Regions from separate parts of the Danio rerio genome. Here region 2 is linked to region 1. The links are chromatin contacts, called in public Micro-C maps. All regions are on one chromosome and are shown on one strand. The core of a region is the stretch at or near the end of the contact, and the rest is flanking DNA. Distances in the headings are between cores, read along the strand shown. Region 1 has its middle 38 kb from the start of sema6d. Region 2 holds the start of sema6d (semaphorin 6D).

Region 1 (2,780 bases), core at 258-2,757:
AAAGTTTATACCATATGATGATGATGTTACTTTGACTAATCATGGCTATGAAGCAGAAAAGAGGAATAGTGAGTCAGGGACGTAGCTAAGACTTCATAACATTAAAAGGGGCGTCTCGTCTTCCATTTCGGGCTCAGGCGCACTTTGCACTCATACTACAAGTGTACCGCGCCAAAGCCCAAGTGAACCGCACTCTGGCACACCTCTTCCAACCAGGCCAGGGCCAGCCACGAGTCGGGTCTAAGACAACAGATAATTCTATAAAACATATTTATTTTTTTGTATTCTATAGAACTGTAATAAGTAATATTCAGGCAAAAGTCTTAAAATATGACTCCAGTTGTGTCTTTACATTGTTTTTCAGTTACATTTAGGACTGATTTCTGTTATTCATTAAGAATAAGAATTGAAAATGTAAATTGGGGATGGGGGGGGGGGGGGGGGGGGTTGGTTTTGCCCAGGGTGCCATTTGAACTAGAACCGCCATTTGTGACAAGACTTTTGTTAGATAGATAGATAGATAGATAGATAGATAGATAGATAGATAGATAGATAGATAGATAGATAGATAGATAGATAGATAGATAGATAGATAGATAGATAGATAGATAGATAGATAGATGATGGATGGATGGATGGATGGATGGATGGATGGATGGATGGATGGATGGATAGACAGACAGATAGATAAAAAAGTGTGTAAAACACAGAGCAATTTTTAGACCAAACCTCCAAAATCTTATATGATGTTCACACACTATGTATCATTGTCCAATGGCTGATACAGCTTTTAGTCATTTATCAAATGCTATCTGACCCACCGTTACTTACAGGATACTGCCCTGTACAGTTCACTTCCTGCTCTAATCCTGTGGTCAATGACCCAGTGATGATACAGGAGTACAGTCATTTTCCTCTACATGAATCACCAGTCTGGGATTTGAACCAATCATGTTCATTAGAGGGCCAACTCTTACTTGCTCCTGCTTGTCAAGAGTCTACCGTCAACAAAACACAAAATTAATCTTTTCTTTTAGCTTGGTTTGTCTTTGGTTAAAAAAAAAAAAAAACATACCACATATTCTCTTGAGCTCCTGTGATATTTTGAGAACTCTCTCCCTTTCGCTCGCTCTTTCTCCCGCCACTGCAGTCCCTATTATTGATTACCTGTTCAGGAGTACATCCAAACTTGGCTTCAGAGATGGAGCAGATATTGCAAAGAAACTCAAAAAGAACACTTTAGCAAAAATAAAAGAGGAAGGATTTAGGACATATCATATCTTCCACAAAACGGGTTCTCTCAGGTTATTAAAGGATTCAAGCGTGGGAGTGTTTGATCCATTTTATTTTTATTTTTTTGGAGGGAAGTTCCCTGGTTTTTAACCTCAAATCCACATTTATAGTAAGAGTGACTCATACATTTACAGACTGACATTCAGCGTGATGAAGCTGTTTTGCTCATTCTGGTTCAGTCTGCTTGTATACGAGTGTGTCAGTCTTAACATTGAACAGATGGAGTCAGCAAAGACAGAAACTCCACCCTCTTGTCTTACCGCACGCCTCCTGCAGACGGGTCTATACATGAGCCATTGTTTCTCAGGGTAAAGCTGTCAGATCCTTGAGGTAAATCATAGGTTATCTGTTATCACAAAGACAGAGTGCTGCCACAGAACTATTAAAGCTGTATGTGTATGCCATGCTCAGCAATGACCTTCAGCACTGTGTTTTGGATCAACATACTGGACATAATCCAGATTTTAAAGTAATATTCCAGGTTTAATACAAGTTAAGCTTTATCGACAACATTTATGGCATAATGTAGATTGTGAAAATAATAAAAAAAGCTAAACAAAAGTCAAAGGTGCAGTAAGGTACTTAGGTGAAACTAAGGGTAACATAGTAGCCTTTTCTGTCGTCTTTGGGTCCTTTTCACACCACACTGATGGCTTTGGTCCGAACCAGGTGAAAGGAACCAAAATACAGTCATCTGACAAAATCCACATCCCTCATTGGCCAGATGTTGTTGAACGTATTTCCTAAAGTGCTTTTTGATTAGTCAGAATTAACGTGTGGGAAAATGGAACTCCTGCAAGTAAAAAAACCGGCTGACACAAAATCTCACTTTTTACTATGAAGGGACGACTGCGCTGACTGACACTATCCCTGCTCATAGTATTCTATGCAGTTTGTATACACCACTTAAGACAAACTATGCATTTCGAGAATGAAGCGCAGCTGCGGCTGGAAAACAATGTTTTAATGTATCGCAAATAGCGAAGGTGCATTGCAGGAGGAGGCTTAAATTATTTTAGCTAAACTGGGACATGGTCATCTTGAGGAAATATTACCAACAATTCATCAGGTAATGTTTTTCCCTCTCTCTCTTAAAATTGTTGGTAAAGCGCTGTCAACAAATATTGTTTCTCTCCATTCCATAATGCACAGCGCATCGGCCTACGGCAACTGGGTTTGTCCAAAAAGACACAGTACTTTTTGGGGTTGGGTCTGTTGTAGTGCGTATTATGTTCTCACAACAAGCGAACTGCGCCAGTGTTCATTTAAAAGTGTACCGAGACCACCTCTTCAAGGAGGTCTGAGTACATTTTTTGGTCTGGTTTTAATGCGCACTGAAATATAATTGCTACACTCACACCCGCCCAAACAAATAGCACCAAGAGTAAAAACGAACTCTAGTGCGATTCAACCGAACTAAATAAGGCAGGTTTGAGAGCACCCTAAATGGCCCGGGCCACATTTTGTGAAGTCTGTGTTTTCTGTAA
Region 2 (2,875 bases), core at 198-2,697, 38 kb before region 1:
GTAATGGCTTCTGCTGGGAAATTGATTGTGTTAATGCATGACCGTGGGCTCCAACAACAGCAGCGCAACTCCCTCCCTTCACGTTGGACCATAATACAGGCAGCAGAAATATTGTTGTTTAAAAGTTATCAGTTTGAATGAGATCACATAACTCCCAGGCAAAGGTTAGATGAATTTAAGGCACTAAATCTTCCTTGTATATTATAATGCGAACTTCGATCCCTCATCATTACGGGACAGTGGGAGTCTAAAGTGCATCTGTTTCATCCAATGTCAGAAATTAACTGGGACCGATTTTGAGGGGCATTCATGGATACAATGTTCTAGCATACATGTGCTGTCAATTTAAACAAAAACATTCCAATAACACTATTAAAATAGAAAGCGGTGTACAATATTCTTTAAATATATGTAGCCTATCATGAATTGTTTTATTTAAATTTAAAATGTTTTGTAAGCTTATTGCCTATTTGTAATAGTCGGGGAATTTTCCTTTTTCTTTCTTATTTTTTTCAGTCTCAGCGTAATATCTGCCCTATTTTGTTACTTTATATTTTTGTTTCTATTATAATAATTTGGAAAAAACAACAATACAAAAGGAATATATAATTCCCAGAAATAACCCTCTGTATCAACAGGATGTGACAGTAATGCACTGCCTTTTTTCATTAATAATGCTAAAAGCAATACTACTTTCCTCCAGACGTTTGGTCTAATTAAAAAAAAAAAAAAAAAACTAACAAAATAAAACAAGAAAAAAGTTGTAATCAAGATTATAGTCAACTCAAAGTGACAACAAAGTGTAAAAGGGAAAGCAGAAATCCTACCTGAATGTTCTCCAAATGTAGACTACAAAACACTCCCCGGTTATATTCCAAAGTGATTCACGGTATTAAATCCAGTGTAGATAGACAGCATGTGTGCAGCTCGGTCCATAAAACCAGAAGATCCCCATGTGTTTGTTTTATCCGAAGCACGCAAAACAATTCCCAGAGCCCGAAGGGCTCGTCCAGCTCGTCCTCGGGATAAAGCTTTGTGATCTTCAAAAGCTCACCGATCAAATAGCACCAAGACCCTCCCTCTCCTGTAGTACCATCCCCCCGTCATTCACCAAACCAAACCAATACAACCCAAACCAAATAAAAACCAACTAAGTAATTACCTCAAGAGATCTACTCTTCAGAATGAAGAACTTTACGCGCGTGCGCCTCTCCACTTATAAACAATCCGTATTTGTGTAAACGGGTGAATAAAAATAGCTCCAGTTCTATTTTTGCGCAGCACCTAGAGTACTTCTGATGTTTTGGAAATCTTTTCCCTGTCGCTTCTTCTCGTTTCCCCCATTTTCTCAACCTCACGCGCTCGCAACGTCACATTTTATCTACAAAATTAACTCACCTCATCTGAATCCGTGATTTTCTTTACGCGATTTGGATCGCAACAACTCTGAGTCAAGCTTGAAGTGTCTCTGTCCGTTCTGAGCGGGGAAAAACAAACTAATGCACGGCAAATGGTGTAACTCGATCCATCCCGAGTCCATCCATCAGCAGAGCCAACCACAGCCTAGCCTAGAAACTGATCCCTCCCCGTTCCCTCTCTCTATCCCTCTCCCTCTCTTTTTTCTCTCTGCTCCCTCTATCCACTCCAGCGCTAGTAGATGTGGTTTTTGGCTTCTTTCCCTTGCTCGGCTGTTTTCTTTTTTTCTCCTGCCAAAGTGCGAGACCTTTATTGTCTGTATGTGTGTACATATTTATGTATATGAAGATATGTATAGAATATTTATTAATGCTTTTGCAATGTAAACACTTTTTAACACACCAATAAAACATTCAGAGTCTGTAGTGTGTGTGTAAGTGAGAGGCCCTCACATCTTGGTGACCCTGAGGGGCCCCCCTCTCTTCCCAATCCCTTCCCCCAGCAGTAAGCTGCTTGTTAAATCTTTTCCACAGAACTGTTTTGGGAAGGGAGGACAGCGAACCACACTCCTTGGAACTGCTCTTTGGAAGGAAATCTTGACTTTCAGCTTGAGGCAAAAAAAGGAAGGAGCGAACAGAATTTCTTTTGACACTGCGCTCCCATGCATTTTCACCGTCAACCTTTCAGAGACATTTTCAATAATGAAAGACACATACTGAAAACATTCGGTTATAAGCTGCACATCAAATGCAGCTGCGATCAAAGTTTTCTCAGCTTATTGTTGGCATATGCATGTCTCCTCAGATAAAACCCCAGCTTGTGGTATATGTGGTATTAATACATTTTGGAGTTGTTTGTTGATCAATTAAATATTAACACAAGCTGCTGTGTGAATTAGTTACACATTCACTGTTCGCTTTATTGTGTACGAGTGTGAACATTAACAAGTCCAAGCTGATAGTGAACACAAAGAACGTGGCAGATTGTTAAAGGATTTGGCAGCTGTGCAGAGACACTGCAGTCAACAGCATTTAGTATTGCGGTTCTTATAAGTGCATAAATGTTGTGAAAATGCACACAAGCATTTAAAAGTCAATATTATCTCTGCTCTCGGCAGTCTGTAGCTCTCTCTCTGCTGCAATTGGAGTAGATATAACGATTAGAACATTAAATGCATGTATAACTGTGGTGGTCCGGCTCAAAATGCTAATGCATCCTGCAGGTAAATGGACAGACAGAAATTGGATGCACAGGTAACAGTTTGAGGATTTGTTCCACTGACCTAGATGGGTTTAATAAATTCACCAGCAAGTCATGACAGAGAAATAGAGAGCATAAAATAAATTGAAAAGTGAACATTGTACCTTTTAAGATCTCCCAAAGGGCTTTTTATTGTTCAAAGGTTGCACCTTCAGAGCTCCTTTTAATAATTGAAATCTCAGGCCCCGTTTACACTAAT

Evidence for each region. Hi-C and Micro-C count contacts between places; a contact is called where the count stands out from the background.
Region 2: a contact with region 1 is called in a Micro-C map of caudal fin, with 2.0 times the contacts expected there. The contact joins the promoter of sema6d here to the enhancer-like site in region 1. A contact is called at or near these places in 2 of 18 Hi-C or Micro-C datasets (caudal fin and an unstated tissue) and 1 of 4 datasets of contacts at active chromatin or transcription factors (gastrula embryo).

What each region holds. Positions count from the first base shown.
Region 1 is chr18:43,247,283-43,250,062 of GRCz12tu, reverse strand. It overlaps a transcript of sema6d not described here. Among named protein-coding and RNA genes, the nearest start is that of sema6d, 38 kb to the left of the region's middle. Within about 2 kb of position 1,507, at least 11 of the 62 cell types and tissues checked have an H3K27ac peak or open chromatin away from gene starts, as enhancers often do. A contact at or near this core is called in caudal fin, where this site is marked.
Region 2 is chr18:43,285,134-43,288,008 of GRCz12tu, reverse strand. sema6d (semaphorin 6D) reads right to left here and starts at 1,447. Exons shown (of 18, transcript NM_001017682.2): 1 at 1,399-1,447.